Linked DNA regions of Mus musculus: region 2 is linked to region 1. The links are chromatin contacts, called in public ChIA-PET maps. All regions are on one chromosome and are shown on one strand. Each heading gives the region's core, a stretch centred on a gene start, on an enhancer-like site or on the middle of the called end of the contact. The rest is flanking DNA. Distances are from core to core; before and after follow the strand shown. Region 1 overlaps Sorl1 (sortilin-related receptor, LDLR class A repeats-containing). Region 2 overlaps Tbcel (tubulin folding cofactor E-like).

Region 1 (4,804 bases), core at 1,426-3,925:
AGGGCCTAAACTGGCCAAACCTCTGAAGGGGTGAAGGGGGGTCATCTCGGGATGTACGCAGTCTTGAGGAATCCATGTGAGGACCATTTAATGGAACCCGAGGTGCCATTTAAGATACATGAATGTTTGTACTTTGGCTAGCAGAAGCATCATATAGCAACAATAATGCTGATGATTTCACACCGTTGTAATCATCATAACAATAACAGTCCGTTATTATCGAAAACAACAATGTCTCTGTTATTATCCGTATTGATCTCTACCTATCTATTAGCTTCCCAGGAACCTGTTCCACCTATAGCCACGGTTACACGAGGGGGATGGATGAGGGGCCTGTAAACTGGCCAGAGTAGTGTACTGAAGAATCATCAGTGCCCCCTACCTCGCAGGCTACTGCCGAGGCCCTGCAATACTGAGCCCCGTAGTTCTTGCTACTGGCACTGCATGGGGATGTGACATGCAGGTTAATGGGAAAACACAAAGTCGGGAGACACAGGGAGCTGCGTGACATGTAGTGAGATGGAGACAGAGGCTCGGGAGGCTGCCCTGGATCCATGCATCATCCTGCTAGCTGAGACACATGCAGCAGGGGGCTTCCTGGAACTTCTTTTTCCTCAAGTGTGAGGACGAGTCTCATTTACTTAGTCATTAAACGAGTGCCATTTGGTGCAGGATACATGTCAGTCCTGGTCTTGTGTTTAATGACACAGTGAGCAAGGAAAGGACACACGCATTCTCTTTCTGATTAGCTTTTAGTTTAAAGGAGCCAGGTATGGTGGTGTATTCCTGCAATCCCAGCACTTAGCTGAGGCAGGAGGATCAAGATTTTGAGGGCAGCCTGGGCTACATAGTAAGTTAAAAGACCAGCTGGAGATACACAGAGATCTTGTCTTAAAGCAAACAGAAACCACACAAAGGAAGCAGCTCAGTGGAAAGGAGACAAAGAAACCTGTCCTTCTGCTAAGAACAGGAAGCAAGTCTCTCGATCGATCGTGTGCTTGGGGAGTGGATAACGTGGAGAGGGAAGAGAGTGGGGAAGCTTCTGGGGACTCCCGAGTTGAGCCTGATGCCGGAGGGGAATCCTCTCAGGACCCTGGCAGAAGTGGTTGGCATATAGAGTCGTTCTGTCAGCCCTCCAAATCTGTGGTTTCATATCCACGAATCGAAAATAGTAAAAAACAAAACAAAACAAAACCAAGACAGTACTGAGTGTGCAGACATCTTTTCCTGTTGTTCCATTCCTGAGCAACTCACCTACTACTTAGCACCAGCACTGTCGTGGGAATTACAGGTGATCTAGGGGTGGCTTAGAACAGGCAGGAAGCTGTGTGAGGGTTGTATGCAAGCACTGAAGCGTTCTTGGACTCCAAGGGACCACAACAGTCACCTTTGCGCAAGTTGTCATGCTCCGGGGTTGGCGTCAGAGAGCACACAGCTCTAGCTGCTCCTTCGGCCCACGTGGGAATTATCTCAGCCAGGGACACGATGAGTGCCTTCTGATTGGGAATCAAGGCGGGCTCCCCAGTGGTTCTAGAATGAGACCCGGGAGTAGAGGGCAGGTGTGGAGAGTGTGCCAGAGGCAGGGCCCCTGGAGGGCTTTGGTTTTGTGGGCTTTGTAAGGAATTTAGATCTCTCTCCTTCCCCCACCCCCTTTGTTTTGTCAGGTAGCTAATCCAGATGGTGACTTCCGACTGACAATCGTCAATTCCTCTGTGCTTGATCGACCCAGGGCTTTAGTCCTTGTACCCCAAGAAGGGTAAGTGTTCCTTACGGGGAGTCAGCGTCACGCCCACTGCTGTAAGAGATGCTCATGAAAGTGAAAATGTGAGGCCAGGTTTCTGCTTCTGGTGATCATGGGGGAGATAACCTGTTGACTGAGGCTCTTGAAGCCATAGCTTGCTTGTCGTGGTCCGATAACTCTGTGTGTTTCATTAGAAAGCATCCGACTCTCTTATGGTCTCCAGATGTCTCACATCTGTGGGGTGTTTCAATAGAAAAGGTAACATGAAAGAGAGTCTTTGTAAACCAGTCAGGCCACTGATAAATTGTAAGGATTTTTTTTTTTTTTAATCTCGAGTTCCGTGAATCTCACAAACATTTAATTCGACCAGTCACTCTCACACACAGAACTCCCAGCGTGTGCAAGTTTTCTTACTTAAAATTACTGTGCACTTGGGGTACGCACGACTGCTTTTCACTAACTCCTTCATCACAGCAAAAATTACTAAGAAGGAAATGCTGTGCTAGCTTTTCTTTCTGTGTGTATTTATGATTGAGAATTAACACTATTCTTAAAAGGACACTCTAAAAGAAATCTATGGGCTTGGTTGCAGATATTAAAAGAGAAGACCTTGAAAGGATGCTTAAGTCTGCCCTGTTCTCATTCGTCACCCTTCATCCTCCTACATCCTCGGGATGCAATCACATCACTGTTACGTAATAGTCAGCATTACTCATGCATAATAGCCACAATTAATTTTTTGCTTGCATTATTCAGAGTCTTTTTACTGGTGTTCAATCATGATCATTAAATACAGCGCCCCTTAGTGACACACACGACTTGTCAGATAGAATCAGTCTGTTTGTGATTTCCTGCCAGTCAGCGGACATGCACATTGAGTGACAGCGGCTTATCAGAGCACACACAGCGGTTTAGTTGCTTCGGTAAGAACATGGATGAAAACCGAGGTGGCAGGAAGGAGTTTATTTTGCTCGCAGGTTATACTCCCTCCCTGAGGCAGTCTGAGGTAAGAACTGAAACAGAGACCACACTTACTGGATTGCTCCCAGTGGCTTGCTCAGCCGGCTTCCTGCCCAGGGTGGTACTGCCCACAGAGGTTTGGACCCTCCTGTATCAATCATGAATCCAACAACAACAACAACAACAACAACAACAACAACAACAACAACAACAACTGGCCCACAGATTTTCTCCAGGCCAGTCTGATAAAGGCAGTTCCTTAATTGAAGTTTCTCCTTCTGAGGTGACTCTAGTTTGTGTCATTGTCAAAAACTAAGTAGCACATACAATAGATAGATTTCAAACTATTTTGGATACAATATTCTGGGGGCATTGCAGTAGGTATATTCTATTGTATAATACTACATATCACTTCCTCTGCCAATTAGCATTTAGATTAGCATGCATATATGTGGATCTCTTTGTATAGTATTGGAATAATGTGATTATAGGCAGACTTCAGTAGGTGAATTTTTGAGTCAAGTTCAACTACATTTCTGAATGAATCTCAAATATAGATGGTAGTAATAATGAGTGACTGCATGTCAAATATAGACAGGCAGTAGTGATAATGATGGCTTTGAGAGGTTACTTACCTCTGAGACGTAGAATCAAGGCTGGCCTGTGTCGTTCTGATGAGATTGTGTGGTCCCTGTATTGACCAGGGTGATGTTCTGGACTGACTGGGGGGACCTGAAGCCTGGGATTTACCGGAGCTACATGGACGGCTCTGCTGCCTACCGCCTTGTGTCAGAGGACGTGAAGTGGCCCAATGGCATCTCTGTGGACAGCCAGTGGATCTACTGGACGGATGCTTACCTGGACTGTATCGAGCGCATCACTTTCAGTGGCCAGCAGCGTTCAGTCATCCTTGACAGCCTCCCACACCCCTATGCCATCGCTGTCTTTAAGGCGAGTCCTCACGCGCAGTCTGCCAGAGACGGGGAAGCACGTGGCTAGGCGGAGAGCTGAGGCCTGTTGGGCTGTTGCAGTTGGCCAGAGGCCTTAAAAACGCCGTGCCTTCAAATCTGCACAGACTTGTTTGCATCCTTCATGGAGAGATGTAGGCTTCTACCACTGCTTACGTTTCAAAAGGTTGGAGGTTGAGGTCTCCTCCTCTGAGTGAATCTCTTTCCTTTTCAGGGCCTGTGGCCTTGTTTCAGTTTCGCATCTTCATCCCTTGCTTCTCTCCCTGCTGACTGATGCTGTGTGCCATCTATATAACCTTCCAGTCGTTCTCACCCTAGGGAGCAAATGCATCTACCTAGAATGGAGAAACATATTTCAAAACTAAGTCACCCTCCCTCTCCCCCCCATCCCCCACACACACCATGGTCCAACTAAATGAGTACTAGATAGCCTTTTCTAGGTCATTTCTTCCTGAGGGCCGTTGGTGAGGTTTCAATAAAACCACTGACATTTGCACTTAAGTGAAACTTTGACTCGGCCTGTTATTCAGTAATTATCTGTTGTCCCTGCGTAGTGGTGGGATGGAGTGCCCCTTGTCTTCATGAAGTGTCCCGAAAGCAGGACCATTGAACTAGATTAAACATTTCTCTTTAGAATGAGATCTACTGGGATGACTGGTCACAGCTCAGCATCTTCAGAGCTTCGAAGCACAGCAGATCCCAGGTGGAGATTCTAGCAAGCCAGCTCACGGGCCTCATGGACATGAAGGTTTTCTACAAGGGAAAGAATGCTGGTAAGGCCGTGTCCCCTTCTCTCTCTCTCTCCCCAGACTTGGTCTCTAGAAAGGGGCTGCAAATGGGCAATCCCCGCTCAGAGCAGGATCTGGCAGTGTGCCTCTCTGTTGTCACAACAACATGCACATTATTTAATTTCTTCCTAATGGCATCTTAATTTCTTTTCTAATGATACACAAACAGCTGGAAGACAGGGAGTCCTGCCTGCCTGGAGTGCGGGTGCTTAGTGAGTGATTACCAGTCTTCCTGCCCTTGGCTCCTCAGTGATGGGTGGGATGGGCTTTTGGGTCCAGCCGCAAAGAGAGGACCATAATGTGCTTAATCTTTGGCACGTTCACAAGGAATGGCGCATGCTGGGTTC
Region 2 (4,844 bases), core at 215-2,714, 400 kb before region 1:
GTTACCCTTGTCATTGTCGTCTTTTGCTGGGTGGAGCCTCCTTGCTGTGGCTGCTCATGGCAAATAACTGGCCAGCATGGAATGGAGTCTCCCAACATAGGCTGTGTGTTTATTTACTTTCTGAAACAACCAGAGAAGAAAAGCCTCTGTTCTCTGTCTCTTGGCCTTTGAGCATCCCTGAGTTGGCTCTGCTGGTCAATAGGCTTCCTCTGTGCCTTGTCTCCCAGTGGCTCTTGGAGCAGTGGTGTCCTGTTTCATAGTAAGTCGAGTGTGTGCTGCAGGTGGCTGGAAAGATGTCCTCTCCTGGTGGATCATGTTTCAGTTACGGGATTCTCCTGCTTCACCAGGAGAACTTCGAGGAACTGACTCTAGATCCTAGCTGGGGTCCAGGGGACATTTTAACTTATTAACTGAGAACTTGCTATAAACCAAACGGCACTGGACTAGAAACTGGGGGTACAGGGATAAACTGCACTGGACTAGAAACTGGGGGTGCAGGGATAAACTGCGGTGTGTGAGAGGCTTGCTTTGGAGCTAAGCTGGAGACCCTTTCCTTCGCTGGGTCCTGACCTCTTGACTTCCAGAGACTAAGTTCCCAGGCCTTTCTTCCTTGCACCCCTCTTCCTGCACCTGTCCAGTTCTTACTTATAGCCATTCCTATGGCTCTAGATGCCACCTGTGTGGGGTAGCTGTAATCAGTGATTGTAATGATAAATAAACAGTAGATGTAATAATGACTGTAACTGAGGGTCAGGTCAGGGATGGATTACCCTGACCTGGTGTTTCCAGTTGTCAGCTTGACACCTCGCCTGGATGATGAAACTGTGTCTGAGATCAGACGTCCTCTCCACACACACAGTCTTCCTCCACACTCACCCCTCCCCCCTCCTCGCCCCTTCCATTCCTGCTCTGAGAATGATGGAGTCACTCAGGGTTTATTTCTCCCTGTTCTCTGTGGAGACCATCTGGGTTCTTTTTCTTTTGAAGTTAGATTTTCACAGACTCCATAGATGGCTTCAAACTTCCGTCTGCTGCGTTCTCAAGTCCCAATCTTCACACTGTCTTGCCTGTTCTGTTAATGTTACAGCAGCCAACACAAAGTCAGGTTTATATATTTCAAACAACAGAAGCAGGAACCTGCTTGCTGGTGACCAGCTGGCTCTCTGTCACCTCAGGCTCTGGCGCTCTCTCGCAGTTTGGACTGCACCAAGCAGGCTGCCTGTGTGGCTTTCTCTCTTGCTCTCACCTTATTTGAGGTTCTTCATCAGCACCCCCTAGCTAAGATGGCATACCTTGGCTCCTATTATTCCCTTAGCCCACTTTGATCTCACTTGTCTATTACTGGACTTGATTTGTATTGTGTTGTCTGTCCATTTGTATGTCAGTGTCTTCACGCCTCCCACACTTGGTACTGTCTGCTGGGTGGAACAGCAGTGTTTCCTGTTCGGGGCCTTCCTTCCTCCCCAGGATCCAGACGTTGCCTGGCAGTGTAGCACTGCTCAGTATATGACTGTGCTCATGAGGAAGCCGGTTAGGTCAGGCAAAGGGCCGCCCTATCCTAGAAAGCATTTGTGCTAGCCTGGTCAAGGTGAGGGGGTTATTCTGAATGGAAGTAGTGGAGGTAAGAGAGGAGACAGCATGGCTGTGGCACTTGCTGTTCTTTCTTACTGTGGTAGGAAATTGCTGGAAGTTTGATGGGGGGCTGTGGGGATTTCAAAGGGTGGGCTTGGGTTCTGGTTATAAGGAGGGCCTGAGAGAGACCTGGAGAGCAAATTGCTCATTGAGACTATAGGAAACAAGGCTGACTCTAGACACTGAAAGAGGATGCCTGCTTTGGGCTAAATTATAGAATTTAGTCCTGGGGAAACACATTGCGCATTTCTGCTTGTTTTTGAGTATTTACAGTCACGATCCCTCTAGGGCAACGCAACCATCTTTCAGGATGGCGGGAGCCTCCACACTTAAAGCCCAGCACATGTGTCATTACTGCTTTGCCCTTAACTGATGCCAATCACACTGCTTCTGTTTATGAGTTTCCCTTCATCTTGCCTTTGCTTTCTCTCTCCATCTCCTCTGAGAGATTGGATGTAAATTGCTTCTTTAGCGCTGAGCTAATATGTAGTCCTGTTTAATTTTAAAGAGAGAAAAAACAAAAGGAAGCAAGTTCCTCTAGGATCTCAACCTGATTGTATCTTTGGGGGTTCAGTGGCTTCTTGATTTTGAGCGCAGTGAGTGACCTAGCTGATTTGAGGTGTCCCTTTCTTGAGACCTTAAAATTTCAAACTTTATCAAACGAGTTATAAGAGCCATGGTTCCAGAGGACAGTGCCGATGGACCAGTGGACAGAGGAGTGCTGCTGTCAGAGACCAGGGGTAAAGCTTCCTTAAGCTTTGCTTTGCTTTCACTCTCCCCAAAGCTGTGTCCTGAGGGATGCTTGAGCTCTTGGGACAGCTTCTTTAGAATGTCAAGGATTAGGCGCCCAGTTCCTCGAGTGCTTGCTTAGTGTCACCAACGGCATGCTTTGTGAAGTATGGAGAGTGGCTTTTCCTGCTAGAGACTCATGGCTCTTCTTAGCTGAGTTGATTGTATCTCCTGTGATTGTGAGGCAGGGCAGCAGGCTGTATTTGGACACCACCCCAATGAAGGCCCGTTTTGTCTCCAACACTGGAGGAATCCTAGCGCACTGTGTCCCTTCCCTCATATTCCTTCCACACAGAGGACCTGCTGTTGTGAAGAGCATTCTTCGCCTGGACACAGGTCTCCTGGGGTTCTCGGCATTGCCAAGCTCCATCATCCTCTGTCAGGGTGGTGACACAGCACTGCTCACATTCATCTGGGAGTCTGATGGGAGACAAAAGGGGCTTTCTCCTCCCAGCTCCTCGGAGACCCTCTGAAATGTTAGCTTTCCCTGTGACCTGCAGGCTTTGTCATGCCAGTCACCCAGGCCTTGCTTCTGACTTCTTGCCTCTTTCTCAGCCTCGGCCCAGCAGGAGGTAGCTGCCTTCCTAATCTCTAAAGCAGATACAGAGGAGGATTTCAAAGAAGAGGCACAGTGAGGCCCCCCAAGTGCTTCTGGTCTTGGAGACACTGTCTTTCTTCTCTGAACTTTAGCCTTGGCCAGAACAAGTAGCCAGCTTTGCCTTTTTGTTGTTGTTGTCTTGTTTGTTTAATTTTTAAAAATGAAAAAAATTAATAAGAATAATAAGATACTATTTTCCTGTATTTATAGCTAATGAGTTTATTTTTCACATTATTTTATTTTAATTAAAAAGAAAGACTATTTCAGGAAAAATGGGGTGCTTAAGCCTTACCGCTTATCCTCTTTCTCACTCTAGGAGGTCACCAGAGCAAGAATACCTTTAAAGATGTGTTTTATTTTGTAACTGTGTGTGTGCGTGCACACCCAAGTGCAGGTATGTGTGCATGCACACCCAAGTGCAGGTATGTGTGCATGCACACCCAAGTGCAGGTATGTGTGCGTGCACACCCAAGTGCAGGTATGTGTGCATGCACACCCAAGTGCAGGTATGTGTGCGTGCACACCCAAGTGCAGGTGCCCGCAGAGGCCAGAGAGTTGGTCCGATCCCCCTGGAGCTGGAGTTTTGGCAGGTTTGCACTCACATCCTCTGCAAAGCTCGTAAGTATACATAACTGTTGTGCCATTGCTCCAGCTCCTCAGGTCAGAAACCTGGTGTACATAAATCTTTGGTATCTCTTTAAAATCAACAACAACATAGAAAGTAGGGCTTACACTTCTGTGTCAATGACATATCTTCCCATGGTCTTTTCAGTTTCTGTTTTGTTGGAAACAGTATTAAACTTGAATGCCAATCTTTTACACTATGGCTTACTCTTTAAAATTTACTTTATACCCAGGAGTGGTGGCATACACCTTTGATCTCAGCACTCTGAAGATAGAGGCAGGTGGGTCTCTGAGTTAGGCCAGCCTGGTCTACAGATCAAGTTCCAGGACAGTCAGGGCTGTTACACAGAGAAACCCTGTCTCAAAAGATATGTGTGTGTGTGTGTGTGTGTGTGTGTGTGTGTGTGTGTGTGTGTGTGTGTGTTTTCCCCACCATATCTCCCTCCCAGCCTCTGAATTCTTTTTTTGTTTTGATTTTTACTATGAACTCTAGTTGGTGCTGGTCATGTGTGCATGAGTGTAGGGTGATCCGCTGGGACATGGAAACCTACTGGAGCGGTAGAGGACTACATCCCTGACCAACTGATACTCCCTTCTCTGATCACTTTGTGAGCCCTTCTCCCATCCTTGATGTAGTTTGGCTGGCTTCAGTATGTGCTGGTCTTATGCGCGCGGCCACAGCTGCTACTTACTCTGATCACGTTAAAGGGGACATTTTCTCCTATCTGATGGTCACTTAAGACACTCTCCTGGGTTTTGTATGTGTGCTATGGTTTGCATGTGTACTGTGGTTTGTTTGTGCACCATGGCTTTCACTGGGTGGAATTGCTGTCTGTGTGATTTCACACAGCATTTGAGGCCTCCCCTTCCCTGCCAACCTGGCATGGATTCCGTGGTCTGTAATGCTGTCTCTGTCCTGTGTCTTGCTTTTTATTGGTGGCTCTATTTCAGGGGCCTAATCTGGTCCATTGGTATATGTAGGCATATTTGTCCATTCTTATACCATTACGTGATCACGAAGTTATGCTGTCTTAGTTCGCAGCCAGGGTAAGCCTCTTCCCCACCATTGTGTTAAAATTATCTTAGTTATTGTAGGGCTGTTTCTGTCCCACGTGGGCTTTAGAACTGTAAGTTTCACAAACCCTGCTGTAACTAGATTGTGAACACAGTGCTGGCCTCACTGCCTGCCCTATATTAGTGG

Evidence for each region. ChIA-PET counts read pairs in DNA pulled down with a chosen protein or histone mark.
Region 2: an RNA polymerase II ChIA-PET map of memory CD8 T cells shows a contact between it and region 1, with 14 read pairs. The contact joins two enhancer-like sites. A contact is called at or near these places in 3 of 39 promoter capture datasets (frontonasal cranial neural crest, liver and stem cell-derived epiblast-like cells), 1 of 484 Hi-C or Micro-C datasets (CD4 T cells) and 1 of 115 datasets of contacts at active chromatin or transcription factors (memory CD8 T cells).

Annotation. Positions count from the first base shown.
Region 1 is chr9:42,030,517-42,035,320 of GRCm38.p6, reverse strand. Sorl1 (sortilin-related receptor, LDLR class A repeats-containing) reads left to right here. Exons shown (of 48, transcript NM_011436.4): 19 at 1,665-1,756; 20 at 3,406-3,652; 21 at 4,304-4,442. It overlaps Gm16214 (predicted gene 16214), which reads right to left. Exons shown (of 5, transcript NR_165259.1): 3 at 3,560-4,004; 4 at 1,255-1,975. Among named protein-coding and RNA genes, the nearest start is that of Gm16214, 10 kb to the right of the region's middle. Within about 2 kb of position 2,675, at least 41 of the 459 cell types and tissues checked have an H3K27ac peak or open chromatin away from gene starts, as enhancers often do. A contact at or near this core is called in memory CD8 T cells, where this site is marked.
Region 2 is chr9:42,424,816-42,429,659 of GRCm38.p6, reverse strand. All of the region lies in intron 7 of Tbcel (tubulin folding cofactor E-like), which reads left to right. Among named protein-coding and RNA genes, the nearest start is that of Tecta, 27 kb to the right of the region's middle. Within about 2 kb of position 1,464, at least 81 of the 459 cell types and tissues checked have an H3K27ac peak or open chromatin away from gene starts, as enhancers often do. A contact at or near this core is called in memory CD8 T cells, where this site is marked.